Linked DNA regions of Anser cygnoides: region 2 is linked to region 1. The links are chromatin contacts, called in public Hi-C maps. All regions are on one chromosome and are shown on one strand. Each heading gives the region's core, a stretch centred on a gene start, on an enhancer-like site or on the middle of the called end of the contact. The rest is flanking DNA. Distances are from core to core; before and after follow the strand shown. Region 1 overlaps LOC106040922 (a long non-coding RNA gene). Region 2 has its middle 50 kb from the start of VPS18.

Region 1 (3,997 bases), core at 31-2,530:
GGAGGCAGCACTGCACTATGCAGCTACCAGAATAGATCACAGATCCTACACAGGAAAAACAGGAGCTGTGCCTGCTTCCACACAGGAGGAGATGGAAAGCATATGTGTATCTACGCACGTGTGCACATCCCCAGGTCCTTGCCAAAGAAATTACAAGCAAATTAGCTGAACACATATTATGACCTGGGTTTAACCCACACCTTCAGCCAGAAGTTTCCTTGCCCGGGACTGCCGTGCGCTGCCTGCTCACCAGCCTGCCCCGAGCTGAGCGCATCTCACAGCACATAAACTCACTAGGAGGAGCTCTGCGATCCTTCTGGGCTGAACGGGCTCACCTGAATTTCAGACATTCCCCTCGAGGACCACGGACGATGCCAGGACTGTAAATGCACCGACAAATAATGCCACTGAACAAGCTGATCGGAGTTCTCAGACCCAGCTGTGGACTCTTACTTCTCTTAGCACCATCTGCCCCAGCTATGGCAAGCTGCACCGAAACCTGGCTTTCAGTTATAAAGACCACACAAATTCATTAAAAAAAAATATGTGAAAAAGCACCAGTTACAAGAATGGACTCCCGACTACGAGAAACTGGTGTTTGCTCACATTAGTACTCAATACAAACTATTCCACAGCTACTCACTGGACTGAGTGACAGGGGTGCTGCTCCAAGCAGCACTTTACTTGAGTTGTTGCATGTTCAGCTCCAGCCCTTCATCCTTTACCTCTTTAAACAGTTTGCTTATTAGGGGAAACGGACGCCGGGATATACCCGTAACTATAGCACCCACTGGTGCCGAGACAACACGCAGCAGCACCACGCTGATTCAAACGCAGCACAGGGCACTGAGTTTAGTTAGTGAGTGTAGAAAAGGGATGCTTGTAGAAACTGTGCTTGCTACAGGACCTGCCTAAAATAGGATAAAATGCAAAATGTGTTTTGTCATGCACAGTGCTTGTCCAGCAACAGCTCTCAGCCTTGGGAGAGCTGCTGAGAGTCTGAATTAGCTACAGTGCAACTGCAAACATTCAATCCAACGGATGAAACCACCTCTGTAAAAACACATTTCAAATACTTGCATCGCTCCTCTGTCTTTTTTCATTCACTCACGGCAAAATGAGGAAGGCATAGCAAGCCACCAACAAGCCTGTACTGTAGCAGCTGAAGTGAAAGTTATGTATCTGTTTCTGCCTTATCTCACATGCCTGATCCATGAATACATACTGATTTTATGCAATTGATAAGACACGCCCAGCACATTTTGCTCACAATCCAAATTCCAGTTGTGGAGAATTGACATAACCCAATGGCCCTCTGCCACACTTCACTGTTTTCATAACTTCCATTTTATGGCCTCTCTGGAGAGTCAACACCAAGATTCCCCCCCCCCTTCTCCCCAACCCCCACGCTCCCTCTGCTTTAAATTTTGCCAGCTCAGCTCCCAGAGCTTGCAGTCAGTGACCTGATACTCTGCTAGCCAGTGACACCCAAAGCAGTGAGATTTGTCCCCACTCACTCTCTCGCCTCCTGTAATCCTGCCTACTCTGCACCCAGACCTTGTCTGGGCAACACTGTGACTCAGCACCGTGGAACCACCCTCCCTCTGTCTCCTCCCTCTGTTGGTGGTATCACTGCTGCTGTTTACGCTCCTCATCCTGTGCAGCTTTGTGGCATATTTCTGTAGCACTGTGGTCTACCATGCTGCAGGGTTGGGACAAAAATTTTTCTGATTCACATGTAAATGATTGTGCATAGAGCAATAATTTCAGGTGTTAGATCAATTGTTCCATGCACAACATTTGGTTCTAGGGACCAGCATGTACTTTTTCTCCTTCCCTTTAAAATCCTGATGGCAAAGCATAACCAGCACCTAGAGGTGCTTTCTTCTCCATGGACAGCTCGGCCCTCTCTGATTTGCTGTTCAGCTCTTGGGAGACATCTCCAGGTCTTCTGTGCTTTCCACCATGCTGGTCCCCAAGGGACTGTGTTGTGACACACTTTGTGCAGCTCTCCAAGCTGCTGGAGTGCACCCCTGGGCAAGAAGAAGTCACAGTAAAGTTTAAAAGTACAGAGCGTGGAGTTGGATGGAAAATTAGTTCTTCTCCCAGACCATTGTCCTCCTCTCCACCTGGGTCACTGAGGGCTTGTGACTAACACGTGTGTACAAGAGGGGAGACCTGAGAGCTAAGGCAAGTAGAGTGGTCCACATCTGGAGATCACATACCCCTAGATGCTATGTGACCTGAGTAACACAGGTGATCCCAGGCTGACTTTCTCTCTTCCATACACTGTGGAATACAAATTTAGTGATGGACTTGCCTCTCACACATGTAGCAGGGTAGTGCAGAACCACCACAGAAGGGTTAAATCCTTCTAAATTTCTTCCATGGGCATCATGTCTTTCCTCCTTCTGACTGAAATGGGGACAGTGCTCAGACTTTCTCTATCCCTGCAGCCAACCTGCTCTGCAGGCTGCTCTGCACAAGGCCCACATCATTCCCAGGACAGTCCCAAGTTGCAAAATAGCACCTTGTTCACAGCCATGTTTTGCAAATACACAGATAAATGAGGAAAACACGCAGTTTGAGGAGAGGCTGTTGGTGATGGCATCTTTTAACTGCGCTTTATGACTTATTTGTTGAGCTATTGCTGGCTTTACAACGGTTTTGTTGATTACATTTTTAACTAACTGTCTAGAAGGTCACAGAGGCACCATGCTTGTTTTTATAAATTAAATTAAACCAACTCATATTTAACATCCAAACAGATCTGTTGAGAGTTAGGTTTATAGCTGGAGAGGCCCTCACCAGCCAGAACAGGACCTGACCATTCCTGGCGTCATGCAGGAGCTCTGACGATCCCTGTACCTGTACACGTGGCTCCCACAATGTTTTGTGAGTAGGGTTGCTAAGGTCAAAACTATTGGTACAAAAAATGAATCATCATGCTTTTGAAATTAATTTTCTATGAACACCATTTAATATTTGCCTTACATTTTCTGCTTGGCAGAAAACACCACAGCATTGCCAAAGCGTTTTTGTTTGTGCTCATTTGTTCTCTGGAAAACTGTCAGCAAAGAAACACAAGAGAATCTGAACAAAATGTATTTGGAGGGAAAAAAAAAGAATAAAAGCGTGATAACTGCGAAAGAAATGGCTCTGCTTTAAAACACCTCTTTCAATTCAGACGCCAGGTCCTGGTGCTAGCTCTCCATCAATAGCTTCTCCTACTCCCACATCTCCTCATATCACAGCAGCTCTTTTCTTCCTCCAGACCTGCTCCCTTCATGAAGACAAACAGTGATTTTCACTGTATGTAATGTAATGGTATTTAATTTTTGTCATAAGTTGCTTAAGAGGAGGTTTTGAAGCTCTCCAAAACATTATATGCAATTACACTGCATTTATATGCAATTACACTGCAGGACAGTTTCTGGAGATGGAGTTCACTTACATCCCAGAAAGAGGTAGAAATTCCCTTGTACTTCTAATTACAAAAAGCTCCTTTTACATTGAGACAGTTAACATGGTTAAGGAGTCCTTACATCAGATACACATTTTTTTCATATGCAATTGTTCCATAACCTGGCATCTTCAGCTGACGCGGATTCATTTGGAGCAGGATTTGCTTCACCTCATGGCAGCCATCCAAACGTGAAGCTTCTAGTCCAAGTGCAGGCTTTTTCTAGGGTTCATGCAGAAAGGCAGACGCTTCAAGCTTTCCTCTCTGGAGGGGAAGATGAAATAAGGGAGAGCAAACTGCTTTCTGGAGGGCGACTCTTGGAAAGGCCACTACCATTAACTGACACTGTGATGGACTGGGTTGTGTGGGACGCGTCCTTGTGCCTGAATTTTCATCCACACTCATCCCTGACACGTCCTTCAGAAATCTCCCTTTCAACCCCAATCTGCTCCCCTCTGCTGACATACAAGATGGAGTTAATAATGCCAACATGCCTCGGGAGGATGTTGTGAGGATTCATTCATATCTTTCAGA
Region 2 (4,177 bases), core at 382-2,881, 94 kb before region 1:
TTGGATCTGACACAGATCTCTGATTCCAAGTGCCCCTGGGGTTAACAACTTGAAGCAGCTCTCATTTTATCTGGATTGGGCTGACAATGTAAACTTTGGACAGGCCAGCTTGCTTTCCCAGATGTTTCTGACCGTGGTTTTTCATATGGTCCCACTTCCCAAAATCAACTGGGGGATGGTCTCGGTGTGGCAACATGGCCAGGAACTCGGATGTAATCCCCTGCATCTAAAAAGGAGGGAGATGCCCTCCCAGCATGTTTTATCAGCCGTAACCCAATCTCTGTGCAGTATCTATCCGAATTGCTCATAACTAGCATACTACAAGCAAGGATCAACTCTTCGCTTATAGGATCAAAGTGTTTGTGTTTCGTTTCACAGCAGCAGCAGGAGAAGCTGGCTGCCTACGCTGCAACATTTCCTATCCCCATGTTGTCAGATATCCACCGGTGCTTCTTGAGGCGATCCAAGGAAAAAAGCCCCTTTTTCTCAGCTTCTCCCAGAATTTTCCTAGAAATAACAAAGGACAGATTTTGGGTTGTCCTCCTGGAAGTGTTGTGCTTCAGCAGTGTGAAGCCCCAAGTATCAATTAGAGGTGAGCTTTACAAAGGCTATTTCAAAGCAGATTTCTTGTCTTTTTCTGCTGCCATGGTCCCCCGACATGGGCAGTCTTGCAGATGACTTGAGCCTAGGGCCAGCTCAGCTCTCCGTGCTCCTTCCAGGAGCAAATTACGGACCGGGTCTTTGCGAGTGCAGAGGGACTCACCAGCTGCCCCACAGTTATAAACTGAAGGTAAGATGTATTTGAGGAGAGAAGTTCTTGAATCCTGCCCCATTATGACAGGGAGAATAAAGGATGCACCTTAGATCATGAGCTGAAAGCACCTCTCAGTGGCCTGTTTTGCTGAAGTCATCTCGGGGTGACAGAGACCAGGCCTCAGGACTGCAGAGAGCCATGTCCTGCCCCTACACCAACCAGGGATGGGGCTCTGGGCTTGTCCCTGCTCTGTGTCTCCTGAAAAGCAGAGGAAGGGAGGCAATACTTCCTTCCCCACCACTGTCTCATGGAGCAGAGACACCAAAGGTGCGAGGAGCAGACCCTGGGGATATTCTTCCTCCCTAACCCGTTTTTTCTCCCACCCAGCCTTGCAGTAACTCCGCTGAGCCCAGAACGGTGCTGGTACAGCCCCTCCACTTCAAACTACATTTGCCTTCTGCTGTCCCCTCAGGGAAGGTCTCCTGGCTGGGGACAGGGGGTGAAAGGTTGCAAATGACAAATGGTCATCTTTGTCAGCAGGGCAACTGAGAAACGGTGGGAGTGAGTGACTTGTCCACAGAGAGAAGGTTGTCACCTGCAGCCCTGCACCAAGGCAGCCCAAATGGCTGTCCTTGCAAGATGCATCCCCAAAACACCATCCTGCTACAACCCGGAGAGTGAGAGCCCAGGACCGGCTGGTAAGGAGGAGCTTGCAGGATCACCACTCTGTTGCAGGAGGAAGACAGGGGCTCTGACGGCAAATGGGCCACCTTGCTTGAGGTGGGTTGGGCTGGCCGCCAGCCCTCCCCAGCCTGCATGCTACGTGCAGCAAGCATCAGCCATAAGGAGCGGCCAGGAGAGGCTCACTTTCAAGCCCTGACTGCTTTGCATGACTCAGGTGAGGACAAGAGGATGCAAAACATTGGCACTGCTTTTGTGGCCGCTTTGCATTGCAGGCAAAACAGAGCTTTAGGACGAGGCTGTAAAAACAAAAGCCCTGGTATTGGGTGTGTTTTCATGCCTAAACCTTGCTTTCTGCAACTAAACCAAACACGTTTTTGCTTTCTTATCTCTTGGCTTGCTTCAGCTTACCCACATCACTCAGTGTCCTGCTGCCTCTTCGAGACAAAGGCACAGGAGCAGAGTTATCACAAGGGGAGCTGCTTTAACACTTCCAGCCTGACCTGGAATAGGAAGTATCAGAAGTCTTGCAAAAAATCTGTGATATTTCCAGCTTACTTCCAAGCCAGTGTGGTTTGGAGAACTTCCACTGGGCACTTTAAGCGAACAGCAAGCAGGCTCGGTGTCTCTCCCTTGCCAAGTCGCAGCTTGGCACGCCGCCGGTACGGGCTGAGCGGGAGCCTGGCCAGGAGCGTCGGGGTTCAGGTGCTGCAAGCAGAAACAAAGTTCACAAACGCACAGCGTAGGGAATGGGAGAGCTTGTTAGGAACCTGAGTGTGACATCAGCTGCTTTCATGACATGAGCACAAAGGTCACCAGCCCGGCGGTCACCAGAAAACGCCTGTGCTGCCTTTCAGAGGTTGGCACGGGTCCGGCCTTTTCCCACCAAGAGCTGTACCTGAGGCTAAAGTACCTCAGGGAGACACAGACGGCAGAGGTGCAGCCTTCGCTGCCTGAGCCTCCTTACAGGAAACAAGAGCTTTTCCTTCAAATGTTCAGGCTGTTTTTTTTTCCTTCCTTTTTTACAGTAATGGTGTTAAAGTGCAGTCATCCTCAGAAAAGTGCTTTGTGTAAATAGGCCTTGCCTGATCTGATCCCCACACGCATTCAGAGCCAGACCTGCTGCCTGTAATGGCAAAAAAAACCACAAACTGCTCTCCTGCTCCTCTGATCTTTGCACACTCAACCACATGAAGCTTGGGCTCTTTTTTTCCCCTGGGCTTCATCAACAGACTCAGGCATGGCATGAACTCGACATCTCACCTAACATGAGAACTGGCCGGTCCCTGCCTCCCTTGAGCCAACTTGCTCGGTCTCTTTAGATGTGGGAACACGCCTGACTCCATCTGGACCCCAGCTCTGGAGCTGAGCACCATAATGATGCACCACCAAGGTGCCTGGCAAGCCTATGGCTGGTGCCCTTCAAAATGTCAACCACTCAAAACAGGGAGCCAATTATTCAAAACTGGGGAGCAGAAAGAGACAAGGAAAGGGGATTCTTGCACTGTTCAAGCCACAGCAGAGGTGCTGCATTGATGGTCTCCCGTGCTTCTCCCCAGGCTGAGCAGAGGAAAATGTGTGTACCCGACGGTGCTTCCCGCCGCCCGTGTGGACGGGCATGTTTGTGTTTGTCCCCTCCGTGTCAGGATGAGCCGGAGGCACACTCCGCTCCCTGCCCCCCCTGCTCGTATCCTGTTTTCCCCGCGAAGGAAATCTGGGCAAGCGGGACGGAAAAGCAGCGGGGGTCCCAGCCACAGCGGCAGGGCTGGGTTGGGGCAGCACGGGCAGGGGACGTGCCACACACCTGCACTGCAGGGCAGGTGCCACCCCAAGAGCACCCGCTGCCACCCCTGCCACTGTTGCCACCAAGCAGGAGCCCCCTGTCATCAGGTGGCTTTGGCCCCCCAGGAACTGCATGGAGAGTGTGAGGGTGCCGTTAATGGCTGTGGGGCATGGGAGGTGACACAGGCAAAGGAAGGACCAAAGAGCGAGCTTTGCACTTGCTAGGTGGACTTTCCTCGATCCAGCCCCCTGCCTTCCACCTGGCTGATTTCTTCCCAATGCTGCATGGCCATAAAAGTGATAAATGCTGGGGCAGTGAGGTCACTGGCTCCCCGTGTGACAAGAAGAAATTGCAGAAATGTACATTGTTGTGATCAGAGAGGAGATAACAGGCTAATCGTCATGTCATCACGCAGGCTGGGATGGTGACCTCATGGTGTGCAAAGCAAGGGACAGAGGTGGCATTGCCTGACAGGGGAGGGAACAGAGTTCCCAGAAGAAAGCACATCAGCCGGAGTGTGGACATGCTTTCCAGTGAGCCTTCCCAGCTCCCCATGTCCCCAGCAGCCCCCATGACAAGTTTTAATCAGATGTTATGGGAGACTTTCCTGGAAATATGAATTTTAGGGACTTATGTAGGGGATGTTCTGGGGTAGCCTGTGCAACTGGCCTTTGAGCTTACTGACTGGGAAGTTAGCAGGGATTGGCAAAGGAGACAGATTTAAGGAGCCTCCTTCTCCATGAACATGTCCTTCTGTAGAAGGACACTGGAGGTCCGTATGGTATGTGGCAATAACCTTGCACTTGGCCAGGACAGTGATGGAGATGCCCACAGAAGAAAGCGTCGGGGTAAGCAAGGAACATATAACGTGGAAACATACTGTGGGCATCAAGAGCAGCATGATCTGAGTGATAATCAGACACGGGGGGAGGAGGCAGAACATGTTGGCTAGGAGGTGA

What was found. Hi-C and Micro-C count contacts between places; a contact is called where the count stands out from the background.
Region 2: a contact with region 1 is called in a Hi-C map of liver, with 1.7 times the contacts expected there. The contact joins two enhancer-like sites. A contact is called at or near these places in 2 of 7 Hi-C or Micro-C datasets (both in liver).

Annotation. Positions count from the first base shown.
Region 1 is chr5:33,553,119-33,557,115 of Taihu_goose_T2T_genome, reverse strand. It overlaps LOC106040922 (a long non-coding RNA gene), which reads right to left. Exons shown (of 3, transcript XR_001210138.3): 3 at 1-3,727. Among named protein-coding and RNA genes, the nearest start is that of DLL4, 15 kb to the left of the region's middle. Within about 2 kb of position 1,280, at least 1 of the 3 cell types and tissues checked has open chromatin away from gene starts, as enhancers often do. A contact at or near this core is called in liver, where this site is marked.
Region 2 is chr5:33,647,360-33,651,536 of Taihu_goose_T2T_genome, reverse strand. No RefSeq gene overlaps it. Among named protein-coding and RNA genes, the nearest start is that of VPS18, 50 kb to the left of the region's middle. Within about 2 kb of position 1,631, at least 2 of the 3 cell types and tissues checked have open chromatin away from gene starts, as enhancers often do. A contact at or near this core is called in liver, where this site is marked.